2 separate regions of the Mus musculus genome follow, and region 2 is linked to region 1. A link is a contact called in public promoter capture Hi-C data. All regions are on one chromosome and are shown on one strand. The core of a region is the stretch at or near the end of the contact, and the rest is flanking DNA. Distances in the headings are between cores, read along the strand shown.

What was found. Promoter capture Hi-C pulls out the DNA fragments that hold promoters and counts their contacts.
Region 2: a promoter capture Hi-C map of hippocampal neurons shows a contact between it and region 1, with 6 times the contacts expected there. The contact joins the promoter of Myocd here to the promoter of Pmp22 in region 1. A contact is called at or near these places in 1 of 39 promoter capture datasets (hippocampal neurons) and 1 of 115 datasets of contacts at active chromatin or transcription factors (astrocytes).

The regions. Positions count from the first base shown.
Region 1 is chr11:63,129,656-63,133,884 of GRCm38.p6, reverse strand. Pmp22 (peripheral myelin protein 22) reads right to left here and starts at 2,428. Exons shown (of 5, transcript NM_008885.3): 1 at 2,231-2,428; 2 at 641-760. The coding sequence starts at 718.
Region 2 is chr11:65,267,838-65,272,066 of GRCm38.p6, reverse strand. It overlaps Myocd (myocardin), which reads left to right and starts at 2,078. Exons shown (of 13, transcript NM_146386.3): 1 at 2,078-2,423. The coding sequence starts at 2,369. It overlaps Gm30586 (a long non-coding RNA gene), which reads right to left and starts at 2,142. Exons shown (of 3, transcript XR_001780238.2): 1 at 1,804-2,142.

The sequences.
Region 1 (4,229 bases), core at 1,179-3,678:
ATCTTGAGTTTCTGACCCTTCTACCTCAGGAAGTGCTGACGTTTCAGGCAAGTACTACCACACTCAAGTTCATGCCATGATGCATTTTTAGCATCCCACGGCTCTGTCAAGATTAGCCACAGCCATAGTCATAATTAAGATCTTGTCAATAATAAAGCAATTAACATAAATAACAATAATCCCAAACCACACTTCCAGCCTGCTTCACATTAAGACGTTAAAGGCGGAAGCATACATCTTCATTTTTCAAGAAAGCCAATTTTAAATGAATTAATCCACTGTGTCTGACAGCTCCACACCAGCTATTTCCTTGCCCAGCTCCTATCAGTGGAGGGCACTCCGGTAAGATAGATAAGATACCACAGTCCCCCTGCAAGACTGGCTTAAGTCCTGAGCAACTAAGTTCTTCCAGCCCTTGCTCACTGTCTACCCCTGATGCTGGCCTAACTTTCTCAAAGAACTGAAAAGAAGTGGGTGGCAAAGAAGTGCAGCAACAGAAGTCCTGGGGCCTCTGGTATGTCCAGCTGTCTGCAAATATCACTCCAGTTTGGCAACCTGGGGAAGCACTGGCTGGGAACCCAGAGCAGAGATAGCTGCCGCCCTGCAGGGAGCCTCCCCTGTCCGCTCGCCCCGCACTCACGCTGACGATGGTGGAGACGAAGAGCAACACTAGCACCGCGATGTGCAGGAACAGGATCCCCAACAAGAGTAGGAGCATGGTGGCTGGGAGTTGGGCTCGGGATCAGAGGAGCGGTGCCTGCTGAGAGAGGAAGGCGGGTGTGAGGCCGCTGGCCCTGGCCCGGGGGCCCAGCTGGCCGGGAGGGGGCGGCCGCCGCCATCCCTATCCCCGCCCAGTGCCCGCCCGCAATCGAACATCTTTTGCCTTTGGAACAAAACAAGCAAGTGGTGCGCACGTCCCGATCACCCCGGGAGGCGCGCGGAGGAGAGGAGTTTCCTGAACGATGAGCCGAGGCCACAGCAAGCCTCCGCCCAGCCTGGGCGCCTTTCAGGGCCCTTGGGACTTGGGAGGCTACCGAGGCCACGTCCCTGACCCAGTCACAGGGTGGATTCCCCCCGAGACTGGAGGCTCAGCGGGCGGCGCCAGGCTCACAGCCAGAGGCCTGGGGTCGCCCGCCACCCGAGGCTGGTTTCCCAGACCCCAGCGCGCCCCGCGTTCCGTTACTTGCCTCCAAGTTTCCACCCGTTTTTGCCAGCGGAGAGCAGCCGCCCCGCCCCCGGCTCGGCCTAGATGCTGGCGGCTGGGGGAGCGGGAGAGCAGGCGGGCTGGAGGATTGCCCGGCTCCGGAGCTTCCCGCGCGCAGGGTTCCGCGCCTTCCCTGCGCCCCGGGGGGTGAAGAGCCTTCAGCCCCGCCAGCTCCACAGGCACCCCCTGGACGGCCCCAAGGAGAGCTAGGCTGAGCCCGCCGCACTTGCGGACCCCTGTCCAAAGCCCCATCCCGAATAGATGCGCCAGGGGCCCTATCCCTTGGTTGCTGCTGACTGGAGGGAAGGAGACAGTGCGTAAAGAGGCTGATTGAGTCTGAGAATTCTCGCAAGTCAGAGCAGGCAAGACGTGTTTCCAAGGTCCGAAGATACTATCTCCTACCCTACCTCCCCCTCCACTTCAGACTTTAGGGAGCTAAAACTTGGGTGACCTGATAGTGAATGTGTACAGCCGTGAAAATCTGGCTGCAGCTGAGTGAACCAGTTAAGGATAGAACCTTAGACCAAGGAGACTTCTAAATTAGTTTTGACAAGTATTCTATCCCAGACACGTCCATTTTCCTCCCAAGGAACACATCAAAGACAAAAAGCCAGGAATGCACTGAAGATATAAGCAAGATTTTCCCCATGATTTCCAGAAAATTCAAATTTCATTGGATGGCTTCAAGTAGCAGAGACCAAGAACACCATAGGGCCTGCGGCTAGAACCCGAAGGACCAGAGACTCGTGTATTTTAACAGTACATCCTCTGGAAAGAATCACAAGGCCGCCCCAGCAACCCTCTATCCAGACACCGCCACCACCCTGGTCTGGACGATGCAGAGGCAGTCCTAGGTGTGTCCCTCCGGTAGGCTAGGATGTAGGAAGGGGTCTCCACGTTCTTGTCACAAGGCGGCCCTATGGAGGGTCAGAGCCCCGTCCCCGCTTTAGGCATAGCATTTCCAGATGATGCCCAGCTTTATGCCCCCCACCACCACCACCTTCTTCACTTTCCCTACCAACTTACTTTCAGTTCAAAGGGACAGCTATCTCAGAGCAGATTAGCCTCAGGCACAAACTCCGGTGCGTCCACTGGGTTGCTGGCGTCCCCAAAGACAGCTGTGCTGCGGGTCAGCGCGCGCGCAAAGCAAGGGGGCAGTGGGAGGCTCCCGGTGTTCCCCTTTAACGGGAACTACGCCCTATTTGCGTCGCTGCAGAAGGGTGTGTCCCAGGGTCAGCGTGTGCGGGAGGGCGGGCCTCCCTGAGGAGAGGGGGCAGGCGGGCGGGCGGGGCGCCGACTGCCAGACAGTTACTTGGACTTAAAGACACCCCCGGAAAAACCAGATCTCTGCAAAACCTCGACTTTTACTTAAAGCTGGAGGACCCTGGGCTTCTCGTCTCTCACCTTCCCTAGATCTGTGGTACTCGGGCCCTGTTGACCAATACATTGCACCTTCGCCCCTGTCCCCTCAGCGCACATGGATAAAGATTGCTAGATTTCGTACCCACCTCCCTGCCTCACTCCCCAAGTGCGCAGTGCTGGGTTCTCGGGAACACTGAAGTGAACTGTGCCCATTCGGGGACTGTGTAGCTGGATCACCTCTCCTACTAGCAGCCAGGACCTCAGGTCTTGGCGCACCTGACCTGCGCTGGGGTCTTAACTGGGCTAGTCTTTAAAACACCCATCCTCGCTATCCCTGTTTGTACCTAGAAAGTATGCTGGTTTACTGGGATTCGGGGTACATATCTAGAGGGCTAGGCTGGGACCCCAATCCAAGAGAGAAGGGAGGGGAGGAAAATCCAAGCTTGACGGACGGATGGACGGACAGACGGACAGAGGGGTGGGGCTCTAGGATCCGGCTCCTCCTAAGCTTGGCAAAACCAGATTTTACAACTGCATATAAGCTCCAGGCGAAGTTTGCCTGAGGCAAGCTGGCCTGGCTCCCAGCCTTGGCTGGAGTCCTGGCCATGGGGGTAGGGGTGAGAGAAGTGGCCATCTGAGGTGCAGGAAGAGCAGCCAGAGAAACTAGCTGATTCATAGGCACTTGAGTGTGGCCGCCCAGAGTTAAGAAGGGAGAGGCTAGCCAGCTCTTCTTGGAGATGTGCCCAACTAACCATCAGGTCACCTGTATTGGCTGACTGAGCAAGGAGCCCGTGTGTTAAAGTCTCTACCTGCATATCCACACCCTCCCTACCTGTTAAGAGCAGTGAGTCATAAAGCCCTGGGAGACTCAGATAGTTCCATATTATTTTGTTTTTTGACAGTAGCCGCTACTTGAGCTAATTGTATATGCTTGCTCATTACATAAAAAAATAAACTTGAAGCATTCTTCAGACAATGATCTTTTAAAATTTCTCATCGGATTAAAAATAAAGAGTATGTGTGACATTTTTATTCAGTTCCCTGCCAATGCCAGGTGTCGTACCTGTGCTTGGCACACAGGAGGCTGAGAGGAGATGCATGGCAGAGGTTGAAGCCAGAGCTCTGCACTCGGTCCACACCTAATCAACTAGTGCTCCTGTCGTGAGCATTCATTGAGCATTCAATGTTTTCCTCTGGGAAGAACGGCCGCTGCCTACACCGAAGGGCGTGGTGATCCTAATGACAGGCTCAGAGCCATTAGCTCTGTGTCTGGAACAAAACACAGGTCCAGTCCTCTAACACGCCCCTATTCTGAGCACACTACACTTAACAATCACAGCCCTTCAAGGGGCTGGCCTGTCCACCTCGGTACTAAAACAGATTAGAGAATGCCCAGAGTTATACGGCTGCACGAGAAGGCATGCGGCTGGGGAGTGACTGCGGCAATGGAAGTAAATCTTCAGTTTCCTGGGTCATTTCTAAAGGTTAGATGTGTCCTAGAAGTCATTGCTGGGCTCTTACTTAAAAGCCAAGCATTCTCGGTGGTATCACATTTAATTCTGGATTCTCTTCCTGTTCTGTTTCTTAAGTAAACTTCTAAAAAGGAAGTCCAATATACATCTAGAAAAGAGCACATTGTGGCTGCATCCACAGCCGGCTCCTC
Region 2 (4,229 bases), core at 829-3,328, 2.1 Mb before region 1:
GTCAGAAAGACCCTTGGTTGGATCCTTCAGCTGATTTTATCACAACTCCCACTGAATAAAGAAAGCCCCACTAAGTTGCCGTGGGCATCTCCTCAGCCTTGCTGTCTTCAGTGTAAACATTCCTTTGGGTCTTTCCTTCTATTCTTTCTTTTTCATGTTTCACAGAGTTTCCTCCATGGGATAATTTTGTGATGTCCCTTATCCTGCTACCTCTTTTCTCTGGAGTCGCCCCTGCCCCATGCATCTCAACCCTGCTTAGGGCTGTTCTAGACATGCGGGCCTGACCCCTCCCAGTCCTTCCTCTGTTGTGTTTCTCTTCTTTGATGAGCTGGGACGAGAGAGACCTTCTCTATGTAACACACAATACAACATCTTCCCCTTCACTTCCAAGTTCAGGCATCTGCAATTATGTTACATTGCATAGCAAGTGGGAATAAGGATTCATCATCAGCTAGCCTGACAGAGTTTTTCCTTAAAGTAAGGTTAACTCAGAGAGAGATGCAGAAGGTGGGGAGGGAGGAGCTAGACTGATAAGATGTAATAAGAACTTGACCCACAATTTCTGTTTTGGGAGATGGAAGAACAGGCTGGAAGCCAAGGAACATGGGTGGCCTCTAGTAGTTGGAAAGGGAAAGGAAATGGAGTCTCTTCATGAGCTTCCAGAAGGGAACACAGTTCTGCCAACACCTTGATTTTTTTTTTTTAACTCAGTGAGACCAGTTTCTGACTCCCAGCCTTCAAACCTGCAAGGTAATGAATCGGGATTGATGTAAGCCATTAAAGCGGCTGTGATCTGTTCCCACAGGAACAGCCCAGTTCAGCACTGCTTGTGGAATGCACAACCACTGCCAGGCTACCACAGGAGGCAGCCTGTTGTAGGCTCGTACTGCCCAACCCTATTCACAAGAGGAAGTTGAGTAGCAGGGCTCCACCTCCTCTCTGATTTAGTGAGGAGGAGCATTACCTATCTCAGAAAACGAATTCCAAGATTCAAGTGCATTGGTGCAACCCAGAGAATGGGAAAAAGGAAGGTCTGGGCACCCTAGGGTGTCTTCAGCAACAGTTGATAGAGGCAGAAGACCCCGGATCAGGGCAGAGATTAGTCCCTAACAGATATTGTTACATTAGGCCTCCACCTGTCATTGTCATTCTCTTCAAGAATTCACAGCTTTGAGACAAAAGGGGAGATGTAAAGAATTGTATCTGGGAGCTCACGTGCATATAAAGTTGCAAATAGTGGCAAATTGTGTGTTGTATGTATGCAGTTCAATGTTTTTTTTCCAACTATCTAAATCTTTGTCTTAGAACATGTGTTGTACTTAATGATGCACGTGGGACCCTGTCACCCCAGGCACCCCAGAGACGCGCATCCTCAGCGCCTCTTTGGGTCCCTTTCCCACTATGAAAGGGACGTGAAAAACCTCTGCACTTTTCCGATCTGGCTTGCCCAGGCCACCGAATCCTACCCTGTTGAGTGCTCAATAGTACGCTCAACTTTTGCACCAATCGCACTCTGGGCTCAGTCCCCAGACACAAACTTTTTGTGAATCCAAAGAGAACATCCAACCACAGGGAAAGACTTTCTGCCACTTCTTCAGCCGCTCAGTAGCTGCTCCAGGCATCGGTCTCCTGAAGCACCACCGCTCGGATACAGAGGGGAAGCGGGTGCTCCCGGGAGTTGCAAGCCAACCCAGCTTCTTGGCCCAGGCTCCAGCGCGTTCTGGAGATGTACCTTCCAGAGCCCTGCAGTAAGCTGGGGACACCAGGGACATGCACACCTAGGACAAGCAGATACACTCCTACCGTCGCCAGGCGCCACCTGCACGCCGGGCGCCGCCTGCAGCCTTCGGGCATCCGATTTAGGGGTGCCAGTGCAGAGACTCCCGCCTGGGCAAGCAGCCTTGGCGCACTATTCTGCAAAGAGTTAAGAGCCGGCTGTTAAGACTCCTGGGGCCGCGTCTGGTCCCCAGGCCCCGCTCACCGCTCCTGATTGGCTGATCTCCTGTCAGTAGTAAAGAGGATCAGATAGCAAACTTGGGACCTTCATAAAGGCGTGGTGGCGGTACTCCGCGACCGCTGGCAGCCTATGACATCAGCCAGGAACGCCTAGGATGCGGCTGTTCCCGGCCACCCTCAGAGGAGGAGGGTCCTGCCTGCTGGGAGTTAATTAGCCTCGCGAGCGGCGAGGGGGGAGGCGCCAGTTTTCTGGGGACACTGGCGGCCACTGTGCGTCCTCCTACCCAAGGGAGCTCCCCAAGAGTTGGATGAATTCTGGGTTGTTAGCTGCTGTCCTCTGGGCTCCCGGGAGCCAGTTTCTGGTGGAAAGCGGGGCGCCTGGCCAACGACCAGCGGCTTGCTGAGACTCACCATGACACTCCTGGGGTCTGAACACTCTTTGCTGATTAGAAGGAAGTTCCGATCAGGTAGAGTAAGGCGTTCAGCACTCCTTAAACTTTTCATCTCTACCACTCAACTGCTTTACAATGAATGCTTCGGGCCTGAGGTGGCGGCCTTCCCTCTGTTTCCCCAAAATGAACACTGTGTTTGACTGAATGCCTTCAAATGTCTTCCCTTTGACCTGTGTTAAGTTTGAGTTTTGTTTACGAATAATCCAATGTTTTACTTTATTTTACTATATTTTCCTTTATCGGTAAATAGACATTTTTAAGGGGACGACCCAAAAGGAACTGTGTTGAAATGGGCAACTCCAGGATCTGAAGTTATAGAGTGGGCGCGTTATCAGTTACAACCGCTGAGACAATGTGCCTAGGACTGTGAGACGTCTAGGGGTCACTTAACATGTAGCTAATCCAAACAAATGTATTTCCCAAAAAAGTCACTTGGAGGAAGTAAAAATAGCGAATTTGGAGCACACCAAGAATTTTTAAATGACATCACCATGGGGGAAAAAAACCAGCGCCACAAATATTTTTTCCCAAACCATCTGATATTTATAAATGGACAATTTTCCCTAAAATTGTTGTGTTAGTGGCACACAGAGAAACTTCTGGAGGGACACTCAGGAGAGGTGAGTATAAGGAAAGGGTACGTGGGGGCCTACAGAAGACGCAGGATTGTGTTCCCTCGTTCGCATCCTGGAAGGGCTACCTAGCTTTGCCCATTCTTGCTTTTATAACAGTGGTAACAGGGCCATTCAATGATGGCAGGGCACCTTCTAAGAACGAACATTTTGGTGGATAGCTCTGGTGTGAGCCTTCCATGTAACAGGTGCTGGCTGATGCTGGTGCCACTCACTCTGTCAATTCCCTTGGTCCTTCTGAAGGAGCTACTCAACTGTTTGTCTTGAAATGAGTGGCTCAGAAATTGTGCACAGTGGGTGATGGGCCATAAGGAGCCTCTGTAACCACCTCAGTTGTTCCTGATCCTTAGGTGTGGATGGGACACTCTGGGGATTTCTTGAAGGATTGTTTAGTGAGGCAAGTTGAAAACTTAAGAGCTGAAGTGGCCAGGAGCCACAGTGCCTCTGGAGGCCTGGGGTGTGTCTCCTAACCACTAGCCACCGGGGTCAGCCATGCACGTTTGTCCTTTCCATGTTGAGGTGAGGTGGTTAGTTTGTTCATCAGAGACCTCACATGCTTGGTAATTTGCTCAAAACCACAAGGCAATACTGCCACCTTTCTGAGGGAGCAAGGATGTCATTTTTGTTTTTGCATAAAGCTGAGTTTATTTCAACTGCTCCCGTGCAGTTTAATGGGGTAGACGGAGGGACAGGGAGAGGCTGCTGGATCATTTCTAAAAGGATTTGGTGATGTTCTTGATAGTGGGCTTGCAAAACAGACTTATCAAGGAATTCCTCAGCTGAAATATGGTGGAGAGGGAAAACTGTTTGCACTATTTTAACCCCTAACTCAGTGGATTGTGCAGGCCTGAGGTCTCTACCTGGACCCTGCGAATCTTTATCCTGGAGCTTTGAAGAAGTCCAACCCCACTTTTTTTTTTTTTAAGACAGGGTTTCTCTGTGTAGCCCTGGCTGTCCTAGAACTCACTCTGTAGACCAGGCTGACCTCAAAATCCACCTGCCTCTGCTTTCCAAGTGCTGGGATTAAAGGCATGTGCCACCACTGCCTGGCACCAATCCCACGTTTTTCAGGCATTTTTGTCATAAGGAAGGTAGTTTGTCGAAGCATAATACAGAAGTAGGAAGCTTAATTTAAGCTTTGATTTAAAAGTTGAGGGGACTGGAATCGATGACAGACAAAGCCAGTTGC